Regions from separate parts of the Urocitellus parryii genome. Here region 1 is linked to region 2. A link is a contact called in public Hi-C data. All regions are on one chromosome and are shown on one strand. The core of a region is the stretch at or near the end of the contact, and the rest is flanking DNA. Distances in the headings are between cores, read along the strand shown. Region 1 holds the start of LOC113181584 (gastrokine-3-like). Region 2 holds the start of Arhgap25 (Rho GTPase activating protein 25).

Evidence for each region. A called contact is a pair of places that touch in the nucleus more often than the background predicts.
Region 1: a contact with region 2 is called in a Hi-C map of muscle, with 4 times the contacts expected there. The contact joins the promoter of LOC113181584 here to the promoter of Arhgap25 in region 2. A contact is called at or near these places in 2 of 2 Hi-C or Micro-C datasets (liver and muscle).

The regions. Positions count from the first base shown.
Region 1 is chr12:87,677,542-87,682,543 of mUroPar1.hap1, forward strand. LOC113181584 (gastrokine-3-like) reads left to right here and starts at 2,096. Exons shown (of 6, transcript XM_026387161.2): 1 at 2,096-2,107; 2 at 3,645-3,698; 3 at 3,863-3,997. The coding sequence starts at 2,096.
Region 2 is chr12:87,500,256-87,505,547 of mUroPar1.hap1, forward strand. It overlaps Arhgap25 (Rho GTPase activating protein 25), which reads left to right and starts at 3,079. Exons shown (of 11, transcript XM_026387243.2): 1 at 3,079-3,145. The coding sequence starts at 3,085.

The DNA of each region.
Region 1 (5,002 bases), core at 846-3,345, 180 kb after region 2:
GAAGAATTAAATGACTGCCCTCCAGTTAACAACAGATGTCAAATAGTAGGGACCTCAGAGGTGATGGGTTGTCCGACGTAGCTTTTTAATTCCTTGAGGTCTTATCTCTCTATCTTCCTTCCTTTTGGAACTCTATTCTCTTTTTGTTTGGATTCCCTCCATTTCAGATCTTTCCAGGACTGGAGGCTCATTTGGAACCACCTGCTGGTTCTCTCACTACGATACAGCTTCCTTTAACTCTGGATCCTTCACTCCTTACACCTGAACTTAGGGCAAGAGGCATGGCACTTGGTTGTCTGCAACTTGAATGACTCTTGGTTTCTTTCCATTTGCATCAAGAGAGACTCCAACAAAATTAGTTGCTCAACATAGTTTCTGAAAAACAGAAAACTATATATAGGGACATAAAAGCAGATCATTTGTTCCACCGGGATCCTTGCTCTTTTAATCTATGTTCTGAAGCTAACAAACTCCAAAAGGCCTTACATTTGGTGGGGGAACTGCCCATAATTAGAAACTTCAAGGTCCAGAAACTCAAGTTCAAATTTTAGCTCTGCAATAATAGATCTGATTAATGCAGAGTTGGAAATTGAACTTAGTTCATGTATACTTGTTAATCTATTGACTGCATATCCTCATTTGTAAAAATGGATTAGCATTTACTATTCCTCCTAACCCATAGAGTTGTAATAAGGAGCAAATAAAATCATGACTATGAAGTTGATTTATAAGTTGTAAGGTGATTTATACATCCTTTTGATTTTCTAAGAATCACCATCCTTCCTGATTCCTACAAAGTTTTCATTAGCGAATCCACATGACAATTCATGATCCCTTCTTCCTTCGAAATTTGATGGCTCTATTAAGCTTCTCACAAACTCCCTGGGCTAAAATAAAAATGGCTTAACTTTTATTTCTCCCTTATTGTCATTACCTATTTAGAGACATAGCACAGCACTTTTTGTTAGTCTCTAAAAGTTATCCTTTTAATCCATTTTACTTACTTAGTCAATAATGGTTGAATATATCATTTGTAAATTTTTAAAGTACTGAGAGCAATGGAGATATGAGAATGATATTATCTGAGCCCTGGATGACCATGTCCATCTATTCAAAGTACTATGGCCAATTGCATTAAGTAAGGACTGAGCTGCCTATCTTTCCTCTTGGATCACTCCAGTGCCAGCCTCACCTGATTAGCTCTTCTTCTCTCATAAAAAAATATCAGTTTAGTTCTCACCTTAAGGTATTTGATCCAGGTCACTGGGCCACCACATCAGAACTTAAGGAAAATGAAGACAATGTGTGAAAAGTCCTAAATTGGTGCTTAACTTGTAACATGAAGGTCACGGTTCCCCATGTATCAAGGGTTCTGGGCCGGTCAAAGTGTCCTTTATGGAAAAAAAAAACAACACCCTGAAATGAAAGCTGGGAGGAGAGAGTCCTATAATGAGAATAAAATTTCAGAATATCAGGAAAGTCAACCAGAGGCAGATGTTGGAAGAGGTGAACTTAGGTCAGCTTGTTGGGTGGGCAGAGGGCAGTGCAAACCATGTGCTTTGGGGTTTGGATGAAGAGCTGGACCAGATTGATTTTCAACCAGTTTAATCTTAATTGAACTCAGTCTGCCTCTTTGGGCTTCATAAGGTTTCTCCCAACCACCCTGTTATTAAACATAATAATTAAAAAAAAAACTTCAGAAATTGACAAGTAGAAACAGTGAGCTCATTGATTGTGTATCTGGGTCATTTTGTGCAGGTCTACTGTTTGTAATCCTTACCTTAGCAGTTAAGGTCATGGATATGCCAGCCCACAAGGCCTCCTTCATTTCCTATGTTTGCCTTGGAACCGGTGGTGGTATCAGGAAGAAAGGAAAATACTTAGATGAACTCAAAGAAAAGTGATAAGTATAATTACATAAACTTTCTCTCTCTCCCAAGTGGTATTTGGATCATGGTTAGCTACTCCCACATACCCTTATTATGGCAATAGTTGCAAAGTCTAGGGCTATATAAACCAGATTTAGAATTAAGTGGGACATACAAAATCCTATTATGAAAGCAGTTGCACAAGGTCTGAGAGAGAGAGAGACAACATGAAACACCTTGTAAGTACATTTTCTAATTTTAAATAAGTAGTTTTACCCTCGGAACATAAAATAGCTAGTGAGAAGTTCTCCTCTACCCTACTGGACTCTTCCAATTAAATCCAAATAGAATTTTCAAATCTTATTTTGGCACATACCATTCTGGGTTTTTGTTTTGTTTTTTTATACTGAGGATTGAACCCAGAGGTGCTTAACCACTGAGCCACATCCCCAGCCCATATGTAGAGAGAGGCAGGGTCTTGCTCAGTTGCTAAGTGCCTCTCTAAGTTGCTGAGGCTGGCTTTGAACTTTTGATCCTCCTGCCACAGCCTCCTGAACCGCTGGGATTATAGGCATGCATCACTGGGCTTGGCTACCATTCTGTTTTTTAGTATCTGAAAGAAGAGTCTTCACCAAGGAAACTAATAACCAATTTCTTAAGTTTCAGGACTCTTTCGGCATTGGGTTGGTGCATATTTTAAGGTCCTGTCTTCCTGAGTTTATCTTATTTACAAATTGCCAGTACAGGAAATCTTCAGATGTATATTATATATGGCATCAGTAATTTTGTCATCTGCATCTCCATTATCTCCTTGACTGACCTCACCACACTATGATTACTGTTCGTCGATTAGCTATTGACTTCTTCTTCAAAGACATATCTCACCTTTTACTGTAGGAATTGCCCCTGGAGTATTTCATGGGCTGTCATGGGGATGGGGGAGAGGGGCAGTGCCTGTCAAGTCCAGCTGATGTGGAAGTGCACTTGAGCCAAGTGAGTCTGAATATATCAGATAATGAGCTGTGGAATATAGGGAAGGGTTCATTGCTCCATTTTCTCACCTTAGCCTATTGCCACCCCCAACTAATTCTCTTTCACTTCTTCTCTGATGCCTGAAATACCTGTATGGCAAGCCAGGCCACCCAGAAAGGAAATGATCAGCAACCAGTATTTTAAGAACTGGTCACATTTGAATACAATCTATTCAAAATAAGGTAAAAATAACTGGCGATTGGTCTTTTATTTTTAAGCAAGCTGAGAGAATCCAGAGGAAAGGAAATCAATAGGATATCTGTTTCTAAGTGGGTGCATAGGGCAAGGCAGGACCAAAAATGTAATTTGGGGTTTGGATAACGATCTAGACCAGTGGCTGGAAGTAGAGAAGAAGGTGCAGCTAAAGGAGACGGAGGCCTGGAATTGTGACTACTATTACATTTGGCCTAGGATGGCCCTACCCTGTGTGCAGATTGTTAGGCAATCGGACAGACCCTGTATGCAGGTCTGTCAGATTGCCTAATATTCATCCCAATGATTGATTGCAGAAGCAAACCAGTAAGTGTTTTTGAGTGAATGATAAAGCTTTGCCTCCTGAGAAGCCAGAATACCCCATTCAACCATATTGAACTTGTCTCCTGGTACACACTGGAGCCCTGTGGGCATGAGAGACAGTGAAAATTATAAATCACTTTAAGGAGGCTCTGCCCCAGCAGTGCCTGAGACTGTGGACTGTCATCTGAAGTTAAAGAAAAAGTGCATTGGTATTTGTTCCCATTTCAGACTGCATCTTCCATACTCGTGGTCTTCTTCCTAACTCCATCTCTGGCCCTCAGGGTAAGTCGAGTGAAGAGGGTCCCATCTGTCTAGTCCCCTTTGGGCAGAAATATTTCCAAGGTGATAATCAGAGTGACATCCCTCAAATTTCATATGGGTCACCCTTCAACTTACAGAATACTCTGGGCTTTTGACTCTTCTCACTGTTGCTTGGTTTTCTCTAGAACATCAGTGACAGCCATCCTCTGGATGGATCTGTTGGGACCCAACTCATCCATATCAACGCCTTCCGAGGTACGGTCAGCATCCGAGACAACAATGTTTTGAGTCAATGGGATGGAATCTTGGACTACAAGAATGTAAGATGTGAAACACATTCATTACAATGCCACAGGAAGTCTTGTCTGGTCCCAAATGTAGCTCAATGCTTTTCCAGAGAGAAGAGGACACTGTCTTCATTTGCCTTCTCCAGGTTTAGGTCCTCAATAGAAATGCATGCCTTTAGGTAAGGGACCAGCTTTACTGAAGGTGCAGTGTCTTCTTTATGAGCCAGAGAATGTAGGAGACTGGTCTGGGGTTCCTGCATCCCTTTGGGTTTCTGTGAGTTGTTGACTGTATATGGCTGCCAAAATCCTAAGAAGGCCACATAAAGAACCCTCATGTCTTGTAACTGAGATATGCTATGAAAGTTATTTTGTCTTGACTCCAGGTTTTATTGTCTATTTCTAAAGAAGAGCAATGTATTTCTTTCTTTCTTTCTTTTTTCTTTTTCTTTTTCGAAATCTGGCTGCACCTTGCCATCTCTTTGAGTACCAAGTGCTAGCAGAAAGAGGCAAGATCAGGAAGGGAGCACCCATGTCCTTGGGTTTGCTCTCTTATAGAAAAGCACCTTCATCTCAGGAACCTCACTCTGCCTTGTGGGCCTTAGTTGCCATATCTGCAAAACAGCTTCAACAACTGCCTTGCCACCCTGGCAGGGCTTTGAAGTAAAAGCTCACACTCTTCATGCCCTCTGCCATCCAGGCCTTCCCCCACCCACTTCTGTCACGTTCTCTCCAGCCACTCTGGACAGTTCAGGATGGAGCCCTGACCCCAGGCGTCCCCTCTACTCTCACCCATCCCCACCATGTTCTCTCTCCTGACCCTTCCTCCACTCTTCACCTAGCCCATTCCCGATTCCTTCTAGGAGACCTCTCTGGAATCCTCCTAGAGGGCACACAGTCTAGTGATCATCATCGATACTGAAAGCCGTGGAAACTTTTCTTCAATAAAATATTCCACAGCTGCACACTCTACAGAGCACAGGAAGTCAACACCATTGCTGGAGAGGATTCACCATGGGCCTTAGTCAGATACAGCTGCAA
Region 2 (5,292 bases), core at 1,829-4,328:
TAATATGCAAATAAATGGACGAATTTTGCTTTTGTTATTGTGGATGTTAATTTCAACTTTAGGACCAGATATCTCTTCCTTCCAGGAAAGTCAGAACAGGGGAGCAGTAAGAGGACAGATAGCAGCCTTCTACCCCCACCCAGGGAGCTGACACCCCAAGGCGGCTCTGTTGGGGAAAGGCTGCGTACCGGGCCTTTCCAAGGCCACTTTTCCTGCTTGCCTTTCCGAGTATGCGCGATGCACAACTAACTTCCCCCATGGGTCATGAGTTTTTCCAAGACTCACAGGACGCCACTCTAAAGAGTAAAGGAAGTTCCCTGTGTGTTTGTAAATGCCACCTTCAGAATATTTTCAGAGTTCTTAAGTTAAAGATCCCAGGACGGCAACTTTGGTTGATGTCAAGTTCCCCATGAGATGCTATTGGGCTAGGGCTCAGCTCGCTACCTCCTTTCCCCCACTCAGTTAGGTCAGGAGAAAGAACACTGGTGTTTGAGTCAGGCAGGCAGTAGAGCAAGATTGGAGGCTTCAAAGTCCTTGACTGGCAGAGTTAAGGTCAGAAGAATCTAGCACTGCTGGGGAGCTGAGGGCAGCTGGGTATACTGAGTTGGTGAGATGGATCGAAGCCTTGATCTGCAAGCATTCCTGCCCTTCCTTTCTCCCCCTCTGCCTGCCCCTTAGCACTTGTGCACACTTCCTGCCTTGGTGACTTTGAACTTGGCCATGTGACCCGTGTTGGCTAATGGAATGCAAGTAGACAGGATGGAAGCAGAGGCTTGAAATACACTTGAGTGGTTCTTCAGTCTCATGTTTCTTTCATTTCCAATGGAAGAATATGCCCCAGGTCACCACGGCTCCTTCAGCCTGGTCTCTAGATATGTTTTCAACAAGTTTAGCTTGAGATCGCTATTAGAGAGCAAAGCAGAGATTTAGAGTTCAGAGGGTGATCTGGGCTGGAAAATTACAAGCAGTGATTGTAGATACATGGTGTCTAAAGTCTTACGATAGACCAGCTCACTTAGGTGTGAGTAGGGATGGAAAAGAAGTCCACTGAATGAATCTTGGTTTCTACCAGTATTTAGAAATCAGGGAATCAGCAAGGACTCAGGAGAGCAGCCAGAGGGCAGGCAGATAATCAGGCCAGTCATAGCTTCCAGAAGCCACATGGAAAGAGAGCTCAGATCTGAAGAAAGTGGTCAACACTACTGACAGGTCAGCAAGATGAGGATGGAGAACTGACCTCAGAGATTAGTGACAGAAAAGTCACCAGTGTCTTTGATGAGAAGATATACTGCAGAGTATTGGGACAACTACATCAACAGGGAGAATTAGAAGAAAGTAAAAGGAAAGACATTTGCAAATGTTGACAACTCTTACCAAAGCTTTGCTCAGAAATGAAGGAGAGAAATGGGGCTACAGTCAAAGAAGTGGCATTAAGAGATTCTTGAAAAGATGGGATAAAATGAATAAGTTGAATACTGATGGGAAAGATCCAGGAAAGAGAGGAACATGAGGGTGCAGTAGGGCTGGGGAAGCCATCGGAGAGGGTTTATCCACTGCAGCAGGTTGAGCACACAGGCTCACATGTGGGTAGGTAGGTGGATTGGTGGGGGGAACTTGTAGGCGTTCATGTCCAGTTGCACCAGTTTTCTTAATGAGACAGGAAGCCAGATCATCAACAGAGTAAGCATGTGGGAGGTGAAGAAGAAAGTATGAGAGTCACCCAGGGGACTGAAGAATGAATATGGGCCAAGAATGCATAACTCATCTGCTGGGCAGCAGTGATCATTCTGAGTGCTTTGTACCTGCTCTCTAACAGCCCTAGGAAGCAGGTTTTATTATTTGCTTCATTTGCAAATGAGAAAATTGAACCACAGAGTGGTCAAGAACTGGTTCCAAAGTCACACAGCTAGGAACTTGATAAAGCTAAGACTTGAACATAGGCAGTCTGGTTCCAGGGCCCAAATGCCTAACCACTATTGGTTAGGCTGACCCAGTTAAATACATGAAAGCCTGTCACAGAACTAAATAGAATAAGGATAGAAACAATGTTTGTGGTATAACCACTGTGTGTCAAGGTCTGTATTAGACGTCTTTGCAAAATTTTTATACAGCTATAGCTACCTCATTTTTTTTTCTAATGACAGTGAGGTTCAGAAAGATTCAATTGCTTGTTAGAAGTTGTAGAGCTAGAAAGTAGAAAAACTGAGTTTTGAATCCATGTTGGTCTGATTCTGAAACACACCCCCTGGATTCAATGCCAAATAATTGAGGAATATTTGAGGGGGTCTACCTGCTGAAATTGACTTACTGACTCAATATACCAAACCCTTCCTACATCTGGCTGGTAGAAATCTTTACCCTGTGCAGGCAGAGAGCTGATTATATGATCCTTACACAAGAAGGATTTTAAAGAAGGTAACTTTGGCAGAATGCTGGCTGTCTACAGGCTACCTGGGGATGCTTGATCCTTTAGGTGAGGAGAACACAGTAGAAGAATATGGTGAAGGATCTTGGGATTTTGCTTTTCCTTTCAGTAAAACTGTAGCCTTATGTCACAGATGCTTTCGTTCCAGCTTGACAAGCATTTCCCCAAAGGATTTTCTCAAGAAAGTGTGCTCCTCCTGCATCCTCCACACTGAGCAGCACCCACTTCCTCAAATGCAAGGAAGCAGACAGTTAAAAAAAAAAAAAGCTGAGAGGAGCGGTTGTTTATTACAACTTTGCCTCAGTGAGGCCTGAGATTCTTTCGAACAGGATCTCTGCTCCCCACAGCTCAGAGCCAAGTGTCACCTGGGATATTTCCGCTAAAACTGAAAGAAGGAAAGCAGGTATCAGTCCCTGGAAGACTGTGGGTGGGGGACGAGGGGAGTTTGGGTGCCATCCCCAACTGACAGATGGATGGACCTTGCATCTGAGAGAAAGGAGGAGACACGTTGCAGATCAACTTCAAACCTAACCCCGGCTTGCGAAACGAACATTAAGGGGGGAAAAGACAAGGCAGAGGACGAGATCGAAAAGTCCAGAAGGGCACCAACTGGGACAGACTGGCTGCTTCACCAGTTACTCACCCAAACCGAAAGCAAAATGTCCCTCAAGCTGCCAAGGAACTGGGATTTCAACCTGAAAATGGAGGCTGCAAAAATAGGTATGGCCCACGTGTCTTTTCATTGCCGCTGTGGTTCTTGTACTTGAACCCCCCCCCCTATTTGCATGTTGGTTTGCCGGGAGCCAAGTCGACTTAAACATGGATCTTGCAGCAAATTTGAGATTGGGGCAGGAAATTTGCATTCAAATTAATACGCTGACACCAAGTTCCACCAAAATGTGGGGCGGGAGGGAGAGTCCTTTTTCTTCTGGAAATCGTGGAGAAATGGAGCTCCTTGGTGTATGAGATTGGGGTTCTTTGGTTGGTGGTAGGCTCCAGATCACACACAAACTGAATTTTTCTCTGTATATCACGGAAGAGCCATTTCCCTCTGGTTTGAAAACTCATCCACATTTTGAATGGCTTTTAGCAGGAGTCGGAAGGCTACAGTCTTCTGAAAGCCTCCATCAGTGAGTAAGCTCAACAGTATCCTGTTTTGTAAGCCCCCCCCGGGGGGGGGGCACTGTGGGGCTACCTGTAGCAAAAAGTAGACAGAGAGGACAAGACAGAGACATTTGAAGGTCTCTAAAGGAACAGAATGGAAGGGAACTCAGAAAAGTGTTTTTAATTAGTTATCTTAAGGGATAATTCTAAGATAATCCGACCTTTAGTTCACACCTTTCCCTCTAGCGATGATGATACATTAATCTTCATCTTTTATTTGTTATCATGATAGTCTTTATGTAAATGTATTATATGATTAAACTGATCACAGTAATTCAGGGTAGCATTTAGTGATGCCTTTATATCTATACACATATTCCAAATAGTGAGATAACGTCCTTAATATTGGACATAGAGAAATGTTAAGGTGTTTGTAACAGCTTGTAAGTCTTGCTTGGAGCAAGTTTAAGGTTAGTAGCATGCAGTTGGCATGCTACTAAAATAAGTGTTCTATTGAAAAGTCACTAGTGGGGAGTGACTGAAAAAGGGTTCGAAAGAAAACTGAGTACTCAGAGAAACCACTTGTCTTGGAAATTAGGGAGGACTGGTGCTCCCTAATCAAGTGGGCATCATCTTCTGCTGAAGTCATTTCAGAGAATAGGAATAGGTACTGTTTGTATCTCTTACATAAGCAAGAGCTCTTTTTCCTGTTGAAGTAAATATACTTGGCCAATGCTCACTCTATGTCATAAAAATTCATTTTCAAGGTAGAACTCCAATAGCTCTGTTCCTTTGGAAATGTCCTGCTTCTCCTTACATAAGGTCATTCTGCTCTCTCACTATCTGTGTTTGAGCAGGTATTGGGGTTTTACTCTCCCTCCGTTTAAAAATGGAAAACTTGAGAAAATTCCTAGGTAAGTGATCCCCCCCCCCAGGAATATAGAAAATTACCACATTAGATTCTCAAGCCTAGGATTAGTCTGTGTGGATTTCATGATTTCTACCAGCATTTCTTAAAGTGGGGTTCCATGGATACCCTTCTTCTCAGTCATCTCAAGTGTTGGCTAACAATTATAAACTCCTGGGCCCCCATCCTGATGCATGAAGTCAGAATCTCTGCAGAGAGGCTCAGGAGTTGGCATTTTAACAAGAACTCATCAGATGATGAACTGCTGCAGGTGCGGTGGTTCAAGTATACTAGCCTTGGAGAGTTATCATTCAGTTAGTCCAGGTACTAGGTACTCTGCTATCTGGTCACACAAGAAATATTTGTTGACTGAATAAAGTTGGACTACCAGATGATATTACTTAGTATTTTGTTTTAATGAAAAAAGTAATGATAATGAAATTTAGAGGAGCCTTTAACATTATCCATGGCGTCAACAAGTTTGTTGCCCCGAGGGACTGGACTACTGTGCAACTGCATTTCACCAATGTGGTGGTATTAACTAGAATCCAGATCATGAGCTGAATTCTCAGAAAGAAGAGAGTCTCTGACTCAATTACAGACCCTGGGCTCCTCTTCAGCATCCTGTGTCCAGGTGCAACAGTAGGAACTAGCTTAATAGTTAAAGAAGCCACCTCCATTAGGAGGACCTGTGGAATTGGGAGTCATGTCAGGGAAGCCAATGATCTTTCATTTTTCCAGTCTGGGTCATAAGGAGTAGATCAGGGTTTCTCAGCCTGGTCACTGTTGACATTTTTGGCTGGGTAATTCATTGTGGTAGGGGCTGTCCTATGCACTATAAGATATTTAGCAGTGT